2 separate regions of the Mus musculus genome follow, and region 1 is linked to region 2. The links are chromatin contacts, called in public HiChIP or PLAC-seq maps. All regions are on one chromosome and are shown on one strand. The core of a region is the stretch at or near the end of the contact, and the rest is flanking DNA. Distances in the headings are between cores, read along the strand shown.

Evidence for each region. HiChIP or PLAC-seq counts read pairs in DNA pulled down with a chosen protein or histone mark.
Region 1: a contact with region 2 is called in an H3K27ac HiChIP or PLAC-seq map of embryonic stem cells, with 5 read pairs. The contact joins the enhancer-like site here to the promoter of Mitf in region 2. A contact is called at or near these places in 2 of 39 promoter capture datasets (the 3T3-L1 cell line and hippocampal neurons), 3 of 484 Hi-C or Micro-C datasets (all in embryonic stem cells), 4 of 115 datasets of contacts at active chromatin or transcription factors (the NIH/3T3 cell line, cardiomyocytes and embryonic stem cells) and 1 of 9 other capture datasets (adipose tissue).

Annotation. Positions count from the first base shown.
Region 1 is chr6:97,946,614-97,953,837 of GRCm38.p6, forward strand. All of the region lies in intron 2 of Mitf (melanogenesis associated transcription factor), which reads left to right. Among named protein-coding and RNA genes, the nearest start is that of Mitf, 140 kb to the left of the region's middle. Within about 2 kb of position 5,303, at least 20 of the 459 cell types and tissues checked have an H3K27ac peak or open chromatin away from gene starts, as enhancers often do. A contact at or near this core is called in embryonic stem cells, where this site is marked.
Region 2 is chr6:97,804,888-97,812,554 of GRCm38.p6, forward strand. Mitf (melanogenesis associated transcription factor) reads left to right here and starts at 2,171. Exons shown (of 10, transcript NM_001113198.1): 1 at 2,171-2,400. The coding sequence starts at 2,297.

The DNA.
Region 1 (7,224 bases), core at 4,053-6,552, 140 kb after region 2:
CACATAGCAGCTTATCTTAGAGTAGACAGGTCTTTAGTTTGTCTCCATGACCCACCTGGAGTCCCTGCAGATGTCTTGTGTGAGAGGAGGTGCCAGCTCCCCATTCCTCATGTTATTGTGTCAAAGGAAGATTCAGTCTTTCATTTATCACTTATCCCTATTAGTTGGGGTAAGGGCAATATTGTCAGGAAAGTATTAAGGGATGAGACTCAGGGTGAGGGCAAGTACAAGCCAGGGGGTAGTTTAGTGAACTCTACAATGTGATTTCCCTTTGATGTGATAAGTTCCGTAGATCATACGTCCTCAACAAGGGTAGCATCATCCCATTACGGGAAACAAGATTGGTTCTTAGAGAGCAAAAATCCAGGTTTATGAGATGGCTCAGGGATGAGAGAGCTTGAGGTGCAAACATGTGGATCTAAGTTTAAAACCAAAGAAAACACATACAAAGCTGGGAGTGACTGTGTATGACATTAACTCTTACTCATGGGAGGACAGAGACAGCGTGATCCTTGGACTTGATGACTGTTAGCTTCACCCCACGTTCACCGAGAGAGACCGTTGCCTCTCATTGTCTGGTGTCTCGAAGGAAAAATGCAGAGCGATGGAGCAGTACTCCCAACATCTTCTTCCGGCCTCCATGCATACAACAAGTATGACATGTGACGTCTGCATATGTACACATGAACACACACACACACACACCATAGATGTCACAGTTATTTGTTGCTCTCAACAGCTTCAGTATACAGCTAGGAAAGCAGTGTTATTATGTCTGTTAAAGGTTTGGGAAAGTGAGTCAGCAGAACACCTGAAAGGTCTCAGAGGCTCACTCATGAGGAAAGGGAGAACAACACTGCTGCTGAGTCCTCAGAATCTCCTGCTCCCTGCCAGTTGTACTTCAAGAACATTGGCCAGGATTCCTGTAGACATGGCTTCTGCATTCTGGCTGGGCCTTCCCCCCCCCCCCCCGAACCCTCATTACAATCACACTCATGTTTAGCATGGGGCCGTGGTACTCAATACCACAGATACAGGATGCTGCCCTCATCACTGTTCTGTGAGGCTGTTGTTAGCACCCCCATTCAACAGATGCATAGACAGGCGTGGAGGACTTAAATAGGCCTGGTAAAGTCATTAAAGGCTGAGGTGTTAGCAGGACTTGAGCCCAGGAAGTTGGCTACTTATAGTAGTTAGTATCTTTCTTAGAGTAACCAGAGAAGCTTCTAGAGAAGAGATAGATGTTCAACCCCTCAAGTGATGTGGCCACATATGAGCCAATAGCACTTGTCCATTGCAGACCTCCTGGCTATGGCTTATAACGTTGGTAGGAATTGCTTTGATGGCATGGAGGGAAGGCAAGACAGCTTCGCTGGCTTCTGGAACTGATTGTAGCCACATTCAGTGACAGGTGAAAGGAGGACATTTCAGTTCATTATTCTCTTACCAACCCTGTGGATCTGTAGGATTAGCCCAGGTAGGCAAACAGGCATATGGAGATTGCCTCTGGCCTCTGGTTATATTGTTAAGCCCACATACTAAGCTCTCTACTATACCCTCTCTCCAAGTCCAAGCTTGTCTCAATGACCACCAGAAACAGCGCTTTTAAGTAAAGTAAGAAGCCAGATAGAAATAACAGCGGAATCTCTTGGGCTCAACAGAAGGCTGCATGATTTTCATTGGGGATTAGTCAGGGCCTTCTCTGTTGAATAATTAAATTTCCTTCCCTAGTCTCCAAGATACATGCAACCTAGGAACTGACTGTGTTCTTCCTATGTGAGAATTCTGTCTCAGCACACTGACCATGGTGATACTTTTTGGTTTAGTAACTGAGTTGTCATTATGAGTGAAAAAGCAGTAGTACGGAGTTTCCTAAAGCAACATCTGAAAATCTAGAGCTGGGATCTTTATAGTCTAAGGGTCTCAATGGCCCAGCCTACTCCAATTTAGGTGCTTCGTCCCTCTCTATGTTCAGCGATGCCTTGGTGCAGTTCTAAATGGTTTTTATTCACTCCCCATAGGAATTTGCCCCTGAAGTTATGGTCCCATTTTTGTTGTTGTTGTTGTTGTGGCTGTCTTTTCTCCTCCCTTCAGTATCAGAACTTTTGACATTGCTCTAGCACTTAAAATCCGAACTTCAGATCTGCTTGGTTTTCTATTTGCTTTTAAGTGAATGTCAACTGTAATAATAATTATATTATTGCACAAGGAGGTCACAGTCCCCTTCACAAACTCTGCCTGTTTCATCTCAGTTAAAGAAAAGATAAACTTGAAAGACTACTCATGGATGTCAGTGGGCTTTAGAACAGGAGAGAATTTGGACGCATCTAAGCAAAATCTAAATTTAACTTCACCCTACTAAAATAAATGGCTGGAATTTGTGTTAAAAATATGTAAATTAGTACGGCAGCTTTGCTCAAGGTTATAGCTGCAATCAGTACTAGAATATTGGCTCTTGTTCCGAATGTGTCTCTTCTTATTGCTTTTTTGAATATCAGCCTAAACTTGAAATCTGTAGCATCCCACATGCATCTCCCAGCTTGTCAGGTCTTGTTTATAGTACCCTAACTACGTGAGAAGATGTATAGAAAGCATGTAAACTAGAATGCAGTTAACATAGAATGTTCTAGAAAGAGTTGCTTTAATCACTATGTTTAAAATTGATTAACACCTAGAGGGCAGAGGCCACTGGAGGCATGGCTCATCAGGTAAGAATACTGTCTGCTCTCCCAGAAATCCTGAGTTCAATTCCCAGCCACCACATAGTGGCTCACAATCATCTATAACGGGATCTGATGCCCTCATCTGGCATGCAGGCAGGCATACATACAGTGAATGTATGTACATTTCATTCATATACGTGGATTTAAATTTTTTTTAATTGATAATACAAGAAGATGGTCCAGATGAATCAAAGGCATATTGTTCCTCCTGGAGATCCTGGGGGTGCTGCTACGGTTGGATATAACAGTAGTGAAAGGCTCCGCTACTATTTTCCTTTAAACTAGATTTGCGATTTTAGGGTTTTGGAATAATAGCTCAGTTGGTGAAGTGCTTGCCTTGCAAACCTTAGAACCTGAGCTTGATACCCACACCCAGACCTGCAATCTCAGCTCTGGGGAGGCAGAGATAAGAAAGAGCACAGTAGCAGGCAGCCCAGCTGAGCTGGGGAGTCCTGGGTCCAGGAGACCCTGTTTCAAAATATAAGGTGCAGATTGGCAGGGAAGACAGCTCCTGTCATCCTCTAGCCTTCACATGCATGCACATGCACACACATGCACACACATACATGAGGCACAAAGCCTAGGAGACTGGGTTCGTGTAGTATTTATGTAACTGACCGTGGGCATCTTTAACATATTTTACCTAAGAGTTTGATGAATTCCTAATCACCTACTACTCTCTGAGGAGCACACTGCTTCTACGGGTAGGCCTATCAGACTCACGTTCATCCCACAGTTTCTGAAGTTTTCCTAGAAGCAAGATAAAAAGGTTCAGGGACCCTGGTGATTAAAAATGAGCCGAAGGAATCTAATCATCCGGTTGTGAATAATTTTAGTGTTGCAAAGAGGCCTAAAACAAAAGGCGCGACTCAGGTTGCTCCCTCCCTTACCGTGGCATACATAACTGTGTTGTAATCTCCCCTGTTGGCCCTGGTTTTTATATAATTAAAATTTAGAGGCTGGAAATTTTGTTGAGACTTAATTAGAAGTGACAAACCAGAGACATTCCTGCCAGTTAGGAAAGGCTTAACAAGTTCTTATTGGCTAACTTACAAATATGTAGCATTTTCACACTGCCTAAAGGTGACAAGATCAGCTCTGTTTTTCTAGTGAACTAGTAAAAATTAGATTAATAAGTACCAGGCAAAGAACCTTTTCTTTTGTCTTTTTTTTTAGCCCCAAAGAGATCTTACCTTTGAGTACTTCTGGCTGTGGAGATTGGTGCCTTAATTAGCCACATGTTCCTTTTGCCTCCTGGGAAATAAGTACAGGCTAAAATTGGGGATCAAGACACAGGCGTACATTGACTTAGCACACGCCGCCAAGTAATTCATCAAGGAATGTTGGTAATTAGTCCTGCCTCTTTCAACTCTTGGCTTATTTTATAAAACCGGTTGATTTAAAATAATGCCTGCTGATGTATTGCCCACACGTTTCAAGACCGGGACTTGGCTCCTCAACAAAAGAGAGATTGTCCAGGGAGGGAAATGTGCCCTCCTGGTTTTGTGTTTTCACAGATTTTGAGACTCCATCTATGTCACCTATTAACTCGGGTGCTCTTTCTCTTTACCCTATTCAACATTTCATGGGGCCTTCTCTTTTTGCCTTGATAGAAAGAATAGGGGAGCAAACTTAAAAAATAAAATAACATGTAAGCTCCTGGGAGGTGGGGGTGGGAGGGTTGGATGTAAGGAGCTTGTCACAGTGTGTCACCTCAGTGTGGCTTGATGGAATTTAATTCGAATCCTTCATCTGGTGCAAGCTGCAGTAATGATCTTCTTGTATTGTTAAATGCTTGCTGATATTTATGGCAGACAGACTAATCTTAAGAGACTGGGTTTCTGGGGTTCACAAGACCTTGTGATTACAGCCTCATAGCATGTGTAGTTAACTGTTTTAGAAAGTAACCTGAATGTCAAATTCCCACGCTAAGTGATGCATTTACCGTTATGCTTTGAGATGTGGCCACAGTCAGAGCTGCTCTTGAAGATCAGTGATAGCCCGAGCCCAGTACCACACTGAGTGACCATGGCTGTTTTCTCCTTAGACCATGGTATCCTCATCTGTAAACTGTGGGCAGTAAAGTCTACTCTGGGGGGGGGGGGGGGGGCTTTACAGATGAATGAAGGATCCCCCCCAGGCCATATCACTCAAGTCATATGCCAAGCTCTGACTTCAGAGCCTTGAGTCCTCAGGGGAAAACAAAAAGAAGCAGACAAAATTAATTTCAATATGTTTTATACAACCAAGTATATCCAGAACGTCATTATTTCAATCTATTACACGAGAATTATCTGCAGAGTTTCAACTTTAGCCCCCTCATCGTCTTTGTAATGAGTCTCATGCTGTCCTCTAATTTGGGTATATATTTCTTGTCTCCTACATATTGTAGTTTGGAGATGAAGTTTCATCTGAATGACTTGTCCTGGGGTTTAGATCTCATAAAATTTTCACTCATTTGCATTCATTTGCTAATGTTGTTTTAGTCCTGTAAAGAAGCTTTCTAGTGACTGGAATGGGGTGGAGGCTAGCTGGCAGAGTGTTTGTCATGCAAAGGTGAAGAGCCAGAGCCAATTGCAATCCACAGAACCTAGGAAAAGTCTGACAAAGCAGGGAGCATCTCTCTTAACCAGGTTTTTATAAGGAGATGGGAGGTGGGGATGGCAGAACCAGGGAAACTCAGGAGCCGGTAGTCAGGCAGGCAACAGCTGGAACCTCTGTTTGTGAGAAGCAAGCATTGAAGTTTTCCTGAGTCTACATGTGTGTGGTGACATGTACATACCTAAAGTCGATCACCTGAACACACACATACATACACACACACACACACACACACACACACACATGCACTTGAGTGTACACATGGGGGGGATTTAAAACAATTTTTTTCCAGTAATTAAATTGATTATTTGTTTCAATTTAGGTCTACATGAGATATAAAATTCAGCTCCTTCTTAAGACTTGGCCCCCGTCCCCGGGCTCAGTAGTTTCAATGCCCTGTGACCTTTGGATTGGATAGCACAGACCCTGAAGGATTTAGCACAGTGTTGAGTACAAGGAGCGTCATCAGGAAGATTTCTACTTTATTGGTTATAATAAATTTATAATGATCCAGGAGGGGAGACTGTGTACTTGGTAGAGTGGTTACAGGCGTGGAGCATGTGTAGGGTTTACTGGCCGGGCCAGCCTGGTAGTGAACTCTAGTTAGTGTCAGACATTGTCTCAAAAAACCAGGTGGATGACCCTGAGGAACAAAACCCAAGGTTAATCTCTAGCATCTGCATATATTTACATGTACATGTGTGTACCTACATATATGCATGTACCTGCACACTCATGAACATTTACACACTTAAGAACATACCTGCATGTTAAGAACATGTACATTCACAATTTCCGGTGACTTATATTTATTTAATCACTGTACACAGTAATTATTATTATCTTCCCTGCAATCTTATACCCGCTCATACAGAAACAATTTAGTTGTTAGTTTATTTCTGTTAATTTTGACCCAAGTTCACTGTCACATAACATTCCCGGCTGCTGCCATTTCCTGTCCTTTTTTTTTAAATCAGCTCCTGTAGGAGAGAGCAGTGAAGAGTCACCCTCTCCAAAGGTGCCAAGCGCCTTCCATTGAGCTATGAGTGTGGAGGCAGCTCTTGACTTGTGAGTCACACATCTTACTCATGCTCTGAGGCCAGGGTCCTTGCCAACCCACACATGTCACACCTTCCTCACGCTTACCCAGCCTGCTGAAGAGCTCTGAATGGCAAGGAATGCATGAGCGGTTTGTCAGTGCGCTGAGTGTCAAGGAGACACTGAAGAGTCAGACGATGACAAGTCATCTCTCGTTTGTTGTATAGTGGATGTTGGATGATGGCTTGCCTCACACAAAAGGCATCGGAAGCCTTTTGCTTTGCATGAAGTTTTAGGCACGATGTTTACTGTCTTCTCTCACTGACCCTTTGGAATATTTTAAGAAATTTCCAGCACTGCCTATAATTCAATAAAATAGGCCTTTTTCTTATTCACCAGGGAGCCCATTTTTTTTTCTGTTCTCATGGTAATTCTCAACCATTTTAAAACCAGAAATAACTTAACTAAGGTGATAATTTATTTTGTTAAGTACCTTCTTATTCTAGTGCAAAGAATGACTCCATTATATTGGGATTAGTGCACTGTGGACAGGCTTGTGTTCTTCCTGTTATTCCATGAGCCTACCAAGTCCTGGTCCACTTACAAGCATGGAAGCCAACACAGCAAAACTGTTCGTGATTCTATGGTTTCGAGAGAGAAAAAGTATTGTTTCCTTCCTATTTCAGGTTTCCCTAGGTTGGGAATTGTGTGCATGTATGTTTGTATGTCTCTGTGTTAATTATTTATTATATAAATTATATTAATATATTACATAATGTGTGTATGTGTGTTTGTATGTCTCTGTGTTAATTATTTATCATATAAATTATATAAATATATTACATGAATTTTAATTACTTAA
Region 2 (7,667 bases), core at 921-3,420:
TTGTTCTAAACCTCAATTCTGGTACAAGTCTTTGACAGCCAGCCTTCCAAGGGCCAACAGACCATGTTTAGGCACAGTGTCTTTCTATTTGTGTGTTCTAAGAAGAACGTACATAGCTTTGTTCAGGAAAAAAAAAACAAAAACAAAAAAACCAACCAACCAACCAACCAACCAACCAACCAACCAAACACAACTCCTAATGGGTCAAGAGATTCAGACAATGAAAAGGCTCAGCGTTTCTCAGTCGGGGTGATATTGGGCCAGAACGCTTGCTGTTAGGCACAGTGTTTAGCATCTGTGGTTCACACCTCATCAAATTCTGGACTTGCTCCAAGCCCATCAGTTTCTGCTCCCACTTTCCAGCACTGACTATGGAGGACCTGGATGAAGTTCAGAGTCTAAACACACATGCTGCTCTCTCGGTTTACTTCCCTTCTTCTATACTGTTACCTCTGAATATTGTTTCTAGCAGTTAATATATCCATGAACATCTTGAAGCTTTTCAGGGTGATTTCAGATATCCTGCCATGCTATTGCTATAGGAAAGGACCCCCGAAGTATTTTAAGAACAATATTCAGCTACAAAATGTTGGTTATTGCTACCTCAACGATGTATACATTTTCCAGTTCTCACTCACCACTCCTATTCATGATCTTTCTGATATAAAATTAAAAAAGAAAAAGCTATACTGTGAGGCAAGATATAGGAGTGGGTAACTCCAAGGAGATGCCCAACCATCAGTGTAGACCTTTTAGGATCATCATTTAGTTTATCAACTCCTGAAAGTGAAAAATACACAGAAGAGATGCAAGCTTGCCAAGAATGCCTCCAAGATACACAAAAGAAAGCCAAAATTAATCATCACTGAGCAGCTTTTAAAAAATTCTATGTATGTATTATGTGTACCTGCACCTGCATTCAGCTGTCAGGAGACAGATTGCAGTAGTTAATAGTTCCATTCTTCAGTCATGTGTGTCCTGAGGACCAATTGCAGGTTGTCATGTTTGCAAATAAGTAAATTTACCGACTGAGCCATTTTGCCTGCCCCTAGTGTATACAAATTGCAAGTAATTCTTTCCTTACTTTTGACCTTGCAACACCATCTCAAATAGGTTTCCTAATCTCTTCTTTCATAGATGAGGAAATTAAGGCTTCTAGGAATCCAATGGACATGTCTAAGATTACACAGGATTTCTTAGAAGAACTAGGAATTTCTGCCATCTTAAAATGCCACCCTTAACTCCAATGTCTCAAAGCACTCGTTGATGTTTTATACAACATGAAGAGTCCTGCTGGAACTAACCAGAAGACAGGTCTGAACATACAAATGAGCTAAAGTGCGGTCATTTAATACATCACCTAGCCGAGTACCTTGAAGCTGCACCGGCTTGCAATGTTAGGACAATCTCATCTGAACTCCCAGCCAACTGAGAAATTGAAAGCAGACGGTGGTGGTGGTGGTGAAGCTGTTTGGTAACTTGATGTCTTTTAAAATTAACTGAATCCTTCAAGTGCTGCTTTAGATTAGAGGTGACTAATTGGATAAAAGGAAAGGAGCCTTTCAACTGATGAAGAGTATTGTGGGAGCTTATACTGAGTTCCAGAAAAAGAACGCACAAGAACAACTCCTCCAATAATGCTTTCATTATAAAAGTGAAGTTTCCAACACTCTGTTTCAATAGAGGACAAAATGATGTGTCGCTGCAGTCCAGAAGAGCTCGGGGGCTAATAGAAAGTCCTTTTATTTTAAAAATGGGTTTTAACTCTGACCGAAACTTTCTAGTTTCAAAACCCCTTAGTGTTTTATTTTTTAAATGAACGCTCGGCGTGTCCTCGCAGATGTCTAAACCAGGAGGGACAGTAGAAGCCCAGGCTGAGTTGTTCTTATTAATATTAAACAGCCAGGTCTGTATCCTTGAAGCAAACCGGAGAGACACGGAGAGGAGCTGCTGACATTGACAAGGAATCCAAACAGGACTTGCACTATCCGTGTACACCACGTTGTCTCTCCCCGGTTTGACCTTCTGGGAGTTGTAGTTTTTGCGGAAGCTGATATCCTGGAGAGCTGGTGTGCTCTGCCCAGGCGGAACCACAAATCCCAGGGCGCACCGGGCTCAGCCCCTCCCGCTCTGGTGTGAGAGTAAACTCACCGCGCCGGGGCGGGCGGCCGGCTAGCGGGCTGAGTGGGGCACTGCGCGGGGCGCGCGGCTTGGGGTACCCGAGGCCCCCCATCTTTCTCAGGTGCCCGGGTTCTGGTCCAAGTCCCAAGCAGTGGAAGGCGGGCAAGAGGGAGTCATGCAGTCCGAATCGGGAATCGTGGCGGATTTCGAAGTCGGGGAGGAGTTTCACGAAGAACCCAAAACCTATTACGAACTCAAAAGTCAACCTCTGAAGAGCAGGTGAGTGGTGACAGCTGGAGGGAGGCGCGGCAGGAGGCCCATGGGCCCCGCGCCTGCTACCCTGGGAGGAGAACAGTCAGTCTGGATAGCTCTAGGACAAGGACCCCGTGCCCTTGCCTTGGGGTACAGGGCGACCTGGCCCCTGGCATTTAGGGTCCCGCTTACAGACGACTTGCTTGCATCCCAGGGTATCTGACAGTGGCATTTTGGGGACACCGCGAGTCTCTTGGGATGGCTCATCCAGACGTGGGGACCCTCGGCTGCAGATGCCAGCTGCTGAGCTAGATGGGGGCTGGGGCGGTACCCGGCGCGAGGTGGGGTAGGAGGAGCACCGGACAGGGACTGTGATCTGGTGCTACCAAGAGCAATTTTTCTGAAGCTCCCTAGCAGGCTGAGGGGCTCAGGAGAGGGGGATCTGATGCTCCAGGGCAGCGATGAACTGGCCTGGAGGTCTTCCCTTGTAGACCAGCCCCTCTGGGAGATACTACTCAGAGAGGCCTCTAGGTGAAGTTCACCTGAGCTTCACCTTTCACCTGCCACAGGACAGCACCGAGGAGGTGTGTGTGTGTGTGTGGGGGGGGGGGGTGAATAAAAGGAGGGGAGGAGGTTGTGGGTGGGCGTGTCTCTCAAGCTGGGCAAGCTGTCTGGAATAGAAGTCTTTACAAATGCAAGAAGGAAGGAAGGAAGGAAGGAAGGAAGGAAGGAAGGAAGGAAGGAAAGAGAGAAAGAAAGAAAGAAAGAAAGAAAGAAAGAAAGAAAGAAAGAAAGAAACAAACAAACAAACTACCTTAGAGGTCTGTGGTGGTTGGGAATGCTCTCTTGGCACCTACACACATTTAATTCTCCAGGCGCTTCAAGAACTTTGGGCCTAGAGTGAAGATGTTCTCTAGTCTGGTGCCTCCCAACTCTTCAGTACCTCTGCAGTATCCTAATCCCTCACGCCACCCTCCATTGCTACTTGCCTGGCAGAATCGGTTATCACTCTCTTTGGTCCCTCTGGACCCTTGAAGTGCTTCTTATTTGTCATGTTTACAGAGAGGGGGATAGTCACTGGAATCTGTGACTTTATTTCCACCCTTTCAGTTGTGCGATGAAGTAAGGCTAACATCATCACCTGGTGCATCAATTGTCTAGGGTCTAGATGAGTGAGGTTCCCCTGGTAGAGGGGCAGAGGGACTCACTTTCAGGGGCCAGGAAGGCAGAATTGAGGGGTGGAATCTTTGGTTTGGGAGACAAAAAGGCTGGGTCTTATAAAGTGGAGACAGGTTGCTTTCCTTCAGGGCTGGGACAGGACCTTGAATCCAGTCATGGGAACAAACTCTGGGAGGAGCAGAAGCCCTGGCTCCCTGGCTAAGGCAGGCTTTTTGCACATGCTTGTGGCAGAGTGGAAGGAAATGTGTTAGGCATCAAGATGCATAAACTCAGCCTTTCACTAGTGGCTTCTTTTCATAATGGCTATTTGTGTGTGAATGTAGATAAGGGTGTATTGGGTGCTCTGAGAGTGATACTGTGTAAAGCGCATTGTTGGTTATGCTCATTAGAGCTTTATCTGCATGTGGCTGAAGGGACCAGTGTTTTACTGAGCAGTCAGTCCCTGCTTTTGCTTCTATAAGCAAATGCTTACAAGGCCAGAATGAGGGGGGCAGGGGGAGTGTGTGCGTGTGTGTGTGTGTGTGTGTGTGTGTGTGTGTGTCTGAAAGAAATTAATTAACTGGGCTCTTCATTTTGATGGTGGCTGATACATTAAATGAGTTTGAGGGAGTGAAGAAGGTACCTCTGGGGAAAACCAATGAGTGCCCTGACACTCATGGGGAAGGATTTGGTTCTATTCTTTTACCCAGTCAGCAAGAATGGCACGCAAGAGCACATGTCCTCTGTAGCTAGCTAGCTAGCACAGGAAAGGAAAAATGTGGGACTGTGGGCATAAACGGCTTCACATGTTGGTACGAGCAGCAGGTGCCAGGTAGCATGGAGTAGATATGCGTTCTTTGAAATAAACCCGTTAAATAAAATTTGTGACTAAGTTTCTGGAGTACGTTGACATCTTTTCTGACTGTTTTTGACAGTTGTCCTAATGGTATTATCATTGACATCGGTGTGTGACTTTAAATGTGGCTCAGGGCCTTCTCGTTGACTGTAGTTTGAAGACTTTGCTGGGGCATCCCTAACGTCCTGGTTAGGAAAAAGTTGTAATGAAAATTTGCAGATTCTCGTAACAAGGACACCTATCCATTCTATTGTCTCCATCAGCAGTTCTTAATCTGTGGGTCGAGACCCCTCGGGGGCCGTTCAACAACCCTTTCACAGGGGTTGCATGTCAGATATCCTGCATAATCAGATATTTATATTTATGACTCATGACAGTAGCAAAATTACACTTATGAAATAGCAACAAAAATAATTTTATGGTCGGGGGTCACAGGAACATGAAGAACTATATTAAATGGTTGCAGCATTAGGAAGGGTGAGGACCACTTGTCAAGATTGTTTCAGAATTCACCCATTTCTTGCCTATCTCTCTGCTGTAACTTTGACCAAGTCATTGTCAGTTTTTGCCTGAATTATTGCAGCAATCTCTTAACGCTCTCAGCCTTGGCCAGTTTTAGTAATTTTAAATTTAGTGCCACAGTATTCTTATTAAACTGATTTTTTTTTTTTTAAGGCTGAGATCTGACTGAGTCAGTAACATGCTTGCCACACAAGTGTGAAGGCCTGAGTACTTTTCCAGGAGCCCACATGAAGGCAGGCAGGCGTGGGGCTTGGTGGTTGTAATCCCAGCACTGGGGAGGAGGAGATGCGCTTGCTGGCAAGCCAATCTATCTGAATTGAAAAGTAAGAGATAAAAGATGAGAAACTGTATCAAACAACCAAGTGGTGAGTGACTGAGGGAGACACCTGAAGTCGGCCTCTAGTCTTCGCATGCATGCACAGACACACACCCACACACCCCTGTACACAGTGTACCGGTGCATACATCTGAATGTGTATACACACATACGTATGCACAAACCACAAATTAGAGAACAAACCCCTATGGAGAACCTCAGTCATCACTGTGGGAAGTTGTGAGTAGCCTTTAGCAGGTAGAGTGCAGGGATGTGCTAGCTTCGCTACACTACCCAGGGCAGCTTCCACAGCCAAGAATCCTCTGGGCCCTGAGCTAAAACTCAAGTTAGATCATGCTGTCTTCTCTAGTTGAAGCCCTCCACAGCTCTTTTTTTCCCCAGTCCTTCAAATGGCACAATGCAGCATATGTGTCAGGCTGCCCTTCAGCTCTGACCTTATCTCTTGCTGCTTATCATTCTAAGCAGAGCCCAGGCTTCTACCTTTGGATATTCATTCATTATACCTGCCTCTGCTTGGGCCATTCTTTGCCCAGACAGCCACAGCTGTAGTACAACCTACCCAACCAACTACTAATCTTCCTTTTAATGTGCCCTTAATTCTCATCATATGGATAGTGTGGCCTTCTGTTCATAATTACTCTCCCTCTAAACGCTCAGTCTTCCTTATCCGGCTGTGTTTCTTTCATAGTGTTAATGTTATAATTTACAGTGTAATTTGAATATATATGTGTGGGAACATATATATATATATATATATATATATATATATATATATATATATGTGTGTGTGTGTGTGTGTGTGTGTGTGTGTATATATATGTGTATATATATATATATATATATACACACACACATATATACATACACACACCTCACACACATAGGTGTACACACACACACACACACACACACACACATATATATATGTATATATAGATATATATATATATCAAACTTCAGGGCTCCAAGGTGGTAAGGATTTCTCTCTGTGTCTTGTTAACTGTGAAGTCCCCAGAGCCTAGAACACTCAGTCACAAGGCTTGTAATGTTTCGAGATAGACGATTCTTTAAAGGACTGTCCAATGCATAGGATAGTGTCTGGTAGGACATATTTGTTGGACACACACGGCGCTCTCCTTCAGTAAGTTACAAAGGTATCGTGGTTGCTTTTTGTTTTTGTAGTCACTATTGTGTTCCTTTTCAAGTAGATTCCCAGCAGGCTTTCTTCGAGGATGAGTTTCCATATTCTTTGTGGCTCAACCCAGATAGTCACAAATATGTTGCTGAACTTAGATTCTGTGAGCCTCATCTTGGTAAGACTGACCCGTAAAAGTGTCATAGGAAAAGACCCTGTAGAACAGGCCCTCGTGATGAATGGTGTTTTCATGGGAATGAATTCTCCCCAGTGGGTCACAGGAGAAACAATCACAGTGCACCCAGGTTTACACACTAGCAAGTCACTCCAGGGATATGCAGAGCTGTTCTTGAGCTCTGGGGGACACATAGGCAGTAGGTCTTTTGGACACAGTGCTGTGGCTTATGGCTCTGATGGTTTTGCTCTGCAGAAGCCTAAGGCTTGGTAGATGCTGATGCTCTTTTCCTAGGCAGTCTGAGGAACCGGTTTCATTGGGCCCTGGTTTCCTCCTACAAATTTTATTGCTGTTTCAGACAGTATTAAATTTCCTTCAGATTAGAAATGGGAATGTGAGCGAGTGCTAAGTTAATCATGGCAAGATGGGATGCTACAGCCGTGCCAAGTATGGCTTCAAAGAGAGATGTGTGGAGTTTGCAGAGAAAGATAGACTGTTCTGTCCTACACACATCACAAGCACACTGGCTTTTGTGGAGATTTCCCCTTCAGTTTTTACACTAAAAAGGCCCTTTTATTTGTTAAAATAATAATCCATGCTTAGCAAGACAAAACTGTCAAGACAATCTCAATCTCTCCCTCTCCCCTCTCCTCTTACTCTCTCTTCTCTCTCCCCCATTCCTCCCTCCCTCCCTCTCTGTACTGGCTAGTTTTGTGTCAACTTGACACAGCTGGGGTTATCACAGAGAAAGGAGCTTCAGTTGAGGAAATGCCTCCATGAGATCCAACTCTAAGGCATTTTCTCAATTAGTGATCAAGGGGGAAAGGCCCCTTGTGGGTGGGACGATCTCTGGGCTGGTAGTCTTGGTTCTATAAGAGCAGGCTGAGCAAGCCAGGGGAGGCAAGCCAGTAAAGAACATCCCTCCATGGCCTCTGCATCAGCTCCTGCTTCCTGACCTGCTTGAGTTCCAGTCCTGGCTTCCTTGGTGATGAACAGCAGTATGGAAATGTAAGCCGAATAAACCCTTTCCTCCCCAACTTGCTTCTTGGTCATGATGTTTGTGCAGGAATACAAACCCTGACTAAGACAAATTGGTACCAGCAGAGTGGGG